2 separate regions of the Sus scrofa genome follow, and region 1 is linked to region 2. Evidence: chromatin contacts called from public HiChIP or PLAC-seq data. All regions are on one chromosome and are shown on one strand. Each heading gives the region's core, a stretch centred on a gene start, on an enhancer-like site or on the middle of the called end of the contact. The rest is flanking DNA. Distances are from core to core; before and after follow the strand shown.

What was found. HiChIP or PLAC-seq counts read pairs in DNA pulled down with a chosen protein or histone mark.
Region 1: an H3K27ac HiChIP or PLAC-seq map of skeletal muscle shows a contact between it and region 2. The contact joins the promoter of GPX8 here to the promoter of LOC100737060 in region 2. A contact is called at or near these places in 14 of 47 Hi-C or Micro-C datasets (adipocytes, alveolar macrophages, brain and 7 more) and 1 of 2 datasets of contacts at active chromatin or transcription factors (skeletal muscle).

What each region holds. Positions count from the first base shown.
Region 1 is chr16:34,334,876-34,337,575 of Sscrofa11.1, forward strand. It overlaps GPX8 (probable glutathione peroxidase 8), which reads left to right and starts at 1,279. Exons shown (of 2, transcript XM_013984774.2): 1 at 1,279-1,705. The coding sequence starts at 1,502. The region is part of intron 2 of CDC20B (cell division cycle protein 20 homolog B); the gene reads right to left.
Region 2 is chr16:34,112,415-34,115,114 of Sscrofa11.1, forward strand. It overlaps LOC100737060 (chondroitin sulfate proteoglycan 4-like), which reads right to left and starts at 1,265. Exons shown (of 13, transcript XR_002339749.1): 1 at 1,104-1,265.

The DNA.
Region 1 (2,700 bases), core at 29-2,528, 220 kb after region 2:
AACTCAGCTTAAGAATACCAAATTAAAATTACTACAGTTAAAAAGTGGTAGAATACATTTTTGTGTATATTTTCAATTTTTACTAGAAATTATAAGGGAAAAGTTTTCTTTTGCATCCACTCTTATTAGGCCCCAAGAGTGGGAGTGAAGTGGTTTATGGTCTCTGCCAGGTTAATGTGCCTAAGCTGTGGGCATTGCTCAACAACCTCCACACACAGACACACGCACACCTCAGAAGCAGGGATGGGAGCAGAGCTAGCAGCCTCCTTAGCAAGCTTGAAAGCTCTAAAGATCTAACAAGGATGGGAAGGGACTCTCTCAAGCTTCTCAGACTTCTCTAGCATTATCTGGAAACTTACACACACCAACAGTCAGACCCTAGAGGAACAAAGCACCTTTTTTTCAAAACTTGCTACATATCCTGAACAGGATATTTTCTAAGGTAGCTAAAGGAACCATAGATTTCAGGATAGGCAGCCCTCAACTCCCTTTCCATGCATGCCCCTAAAGTTTTCAACAAAGTTAGATCTTCTGTAGAAAGCAACAGCCACTTGAAAAATAAAGATACAAAATGAAGCAACTAGATGATGCACCCAAGAAGGGGGTATAGAGTGGGGGTGGGAGTTGTGTTTGCCTTTTGTGTAGAAATATCTTATTTGTTAAATTCCTACTTTATTATAGACTGCAGTATTTTTCCAGTGTGCAGCCCATTGGTGAACAATCATTTTCATGGGTCGGAACCATGCTGTTTTTAAAAACGCAATAGACCACAGGGCATCACAGTTCAAAGCAGAAGCACTGCTTAATGAAATGTCACAGTTACATGTGCCTGTGTATACTCATAAAGTGCATTTCTTTCTATGCATCATAAGCAAAAATTTGAAAAATCATTGAACTATAGTTTGCTTTATGATAGAGGAGGGTTTTTTTTTTAAGCCATCATTGCTTTGATCAATTTTTTGCTATATTCACTTAGCATTGACTTAGCTAGATGAGGTCAGAGCAAGTAGCCTTTTCAGATATTTCAGTACCCTTTCTACTCTTAATACCTTGAATTCACATAGCATGCTTAAGCCGTATGAAGATTACATGCATATATATATATTAAATTCCTATAGAGATATATTAATAGACCAATTTAATCAATATTATGAACTATTGCTGGGTATTATATATCCAATATTCCAACACATCCAGGCAATTGCTGGGAGTACTTCACAGTTTTCAAGTTACAAGGGCACCATCTTCTGGCGGAATATTTCCTTTGTTGGGACTATCTTCAAGTACTACCCAAAATGTCCCGATATTTTTTCTAGCAAAAATTGCAGCGGATATTCTCTAGAGCTTTTGACTTCATTCGGGAGTTTCACTCCATTCTCCATCTGAGGCATGAAAGGCGCTAGTCTGTCCTTTCTGACTTTCCGTTACACTGAGCCGGTTTCAAGTTTCAGCTCCTCCTTGAATTCCAGCCTGTTGAGACGACACTCTGGAATCATCCAAAATGGAGCCTCTCACAGCCTACCCTTTAAGATGTTCAGGGCCCAAAGCAAAGGTATTTGCAGTTTTGCTGTCTATGGTTCTCTGTACAGTAATGCTATTTCTTCTACAACTAAAATTCCTAAAACCTAAAATCAACAGCTTTTATAACTTTGAAGTGAAAGATGCAAAAGGAAGAACGGTTTCTCTGGAAAAGTTTAAAGGCAAAGTAAGTTGCATCTTCTGATTTTTCTTTGTATTTTCTGTCCACGTTCTTATTCTCTTAATAGTCAATTTATATGTTTATAGTGTTATAATTTAGTCTTCAAAGTAATATTAGTATATCACTTTAGTATCTCATAGTATATTTCTCATTGATAAACTGATTATCTTAACTGCTTTAAAATGTTTTAAGTGCTGAAATAATACTTTTAAAGTCGTTTAGGAAATTCTTGTATTTAGTAATGTGAATACGTAGACATTAACAAGAGTATTAATCCATAATTTGACAATATTAAAAAGCACTCTTTCAATAATCATATTTTATCTTTTATTTAAAAATAAACTTTCCCTGAGTACCTGGGGCTTTCTTAATTACTGTGATCTTTTATTAGAGTTTTAACTCATGCATATGGGTTATGATTTTCAGTATTATTTGGTATATATAAAAATATGAAATAACCGTCTATCAAGGGCTGTATTCCTCCAAAATGGTTTAGGATTTTAACTACTTGCAGAATTTTTTTTTAATCTTTTATTTGCTTCACTTTCCGGTTGGATTTTTTTCTTTTTCCGGGAGGTTGCACTAGTTGTAAACGTGGCTAGTGACTGCCAACTCACAGACAGAAATTACTTAGCACTGCAGGAACTGCACAAAGAGTTTGGACCATTCCACTTCAGCGTCTTGGCTTTTCCATGCAATCAGTTTGGAGAATCGGAGCCCCGCCCAAGCAAGGAAGTATTATCTTTTGCAAGAAATAACTACGGAGTAACATTCCCCATCTTCCACAAGATTAAGATTCTAGGATCTGAAGCAGAACCTGCATTTAGATTTCTTGTTGGTAAATATCTGCCTTGCCTCACCAATTTAATGTTTTTCATTGCTTTTCATTTTTAAAACAAATGTGCGAGGACCATACTTTCCTATTTCATTTGAAATGTTTTAGTGGGCAAGTTTTATAAAACTATCAAAGAGCTAGATTCTCATCCTTTGTAATTGTCTGG
Region 2 (2,700 bases), core at 15-2,514:
ACAACTAGCACCTTCTCTCAAGCCACACCAAAATCAGAGTCACAGCGGCCCCACACCTGGACCTTAGTACCCCGCCTAACCCACCCTGGACGCCAGGCAGGAAGGGGCCGCGGGAGGAAGCAGAAGAGGAATCTGGAAAGAGGGAGATGAAAACGGAGGAGCTCAAAAGAGGCCCCCAACAGCGGATAGGCGCAGAGCTGGAGGAGCTGGAACAGGCATGCGCAGAGGTGAGAGTGAGGCCCCGCTACTCTGAGGGCCTGGCAACCCCCACCCAGCCCGAACGCGACTCTGACTGAAGCTCCTAGGGAATTCAACTGAAGGGAAGTAAATAAGCGTACCACAAAGATTTACAAGGCCTTTGATTTAGAGTGTTTTCTAAACAGTCTCGAAGAAAATTTTTTGTTGAGCTGAACTGAATTTCAAAGGGCCGTGAAGAGCAGGAAGGCACAACTGTTGAGTTGCATTATGTAAAAAGTCTCCATAACTGTCTTGCGTTAGTAATCTTTGACAACTGAAAAGAGCCATGGAAATTTAAAGCACTTTCGGAGAATCGAGTCCAGAAAATGTAAGTGGACTGTGGAAGGGCTCATGGAACAGGCCAGGGACCCCCAAACCCGTGCGGGTCACGTGCTACCGAGTAAGGGGCCTGGGTACGCGGCAGGGCTGAAAAGGCTCGGAAGGGAGGACAGCCGGGAACCTTCAGCCTGGCTCGTCCGAGGGCCACCAGAAGTCTGGCTCTGAAACCCCAAATCGGCGGCGAAGGCCGCGTGTAGGTCAGCGCAGGGCCCGCCCCTCAGGCTCCGGAACTGGCGGGGATCTGAGGGGCCGGGCCGCGCGGGGCGGGGAGTTGGAAATTTTCCGCGGAGGCCGGGAGTCACCGCAGAACCAAGCGGTCTCCTCCCCCGGCTGCCCGGCTCCCAAGGCCCGGCCAGAGAGTTAAACTTGCGGTCGCTGAGGGACTTGCCGGGCCGCGGCGTCTCCCGGAGCCCCCAGAGTACAGGGGTCTCCCCGCCCCCCGTTCCGCTCGCCACCCCCCTCTCCTGGCGGGCTCCGCGCGCGCCCGGCCGAGGCTGGGACGGGGAAGGGAAGTTAGGTGCGCGTACCTCCGAGCGCCTCGCAGAGCCCCAGGCAGGCGGCGAGCAGGACGAGGCGGCGGGCTCCGAGCCGCCCCATTCTGCCTTGGCGGTCCCGCGCCCAGCGCTCGCTCCCGGGCGGCGGCCGCGGCCGCGATACCTGAGCCGACCCCTCCCCGCCAGCCGGCGGGACCCAGAGCCTGGCCAGGGGGCGCCGCCCCCAACCAGCGCGGGGGCTGGGCGGGGGCGGGGAGAGCCACTTGCAATCCGCAGCTGTTGCGTCCCCATCACGCTCCGCGTCGCTTGCCAACCGCGGCGCCTACCGGAACTTTTCCCGTGCTCCAGGGCCCAGGCAGGCTCGGTGGGAGAGATTACCTGCCCCCCCACCCCAGCCTGCCTGGCAAAGGAGTTAGGTGTGAGAGCAGGCACTGTGGAGAAATGGTGGCTGGAGGGAGAAGCATTCCTGAGGTATGACCCTACTTAAGACCTTAAGGCTTCAGAGTGAGCGCCAACTTATTGCTGTATCCCCAACACATACCTGGAGCACAGGCACCGTCAGCTGTGTTGGGTGAATGCTGAGTTAGAATGGGAGGAGAAAAGCGATGTAATCATTCCTTCCCAAATGTGAGCCTTATTTTTATTTATTTTAAAAGGACTATCCCTAAAATAATTTCACTGAGTTTTTGAAGCAATAGTCTATCAGGTGCGTGAATCAAGGCCCAAGAGTCATGTGCAGGAACACTCACCTCCTGAGAGAACGGGGCTAGAACGGGGCCTGGCAGGGTTTGACCAGCCAGAGCTGCGGGCTTCTAGGTCAGCCTCTGGGCCATGTTTCTGGGCTGTGTTCACTCCAACATTGGTGTTTGACAAAATGGTAATGCGTGTGCTAACAAGGGCAACAATGTTAGCGATATTTTATACCTAATAAAATTAAAGATGATTTTATTTCCCCTTCCTTTCCTTTTTAGTTCTGTAATAAAGTGCTTTTTTCTTACCCCTCTGTTTTCTTATTAGGGCCGCACTGGTGGCATATGGAAGTTCCCAGGCTAGGGGTCAAATGGGAGCTACCACCCTACAACCACAGCCACAGTGCTGCAGAATCCAAGCCACATCTGCAATCTACACCATGGCTTGTAGCAAAGCCAGATCCTTATTCCACTGAGTGAGGCCAGGGATCCAACCCAAATCCTCATGGATACTAGCTGGGTTCGTTTCCTCTGAGCCACAAGGGGAACTCCCAGAAGTGCTTTTAAGCATAGATGATCTGTACTTTAACTCCTGAGCAGACAGGTTTCCTCTGCCCAACAGTCCTCCATTCTCCTGGAAACCTCACCCTACTTCTCTAGGGGAACTGCTCCACACTCTCTGCCCCACCCTTGTGCAAGTGTGTTGAAAATGGGAGCCAGCACCAACTTTCATGACCTTTCCAGTGATTGGTCAGAGGATGAACACTTGACAAAGAGCAGAGAATTAGTTCCAATTTGAAACTTTCCCAGCACCTTCTAAGGGAAGAGGGTCTGCTCCTCTCTGGAGGGGAAACAGAGAAGCTATAGGTCGCCAAGTCTTCTGATTTTTAAAGAAGCCAGTCTACAGTTTAAAAGAAGAGAACAAAGAGAAGATTTGCAAC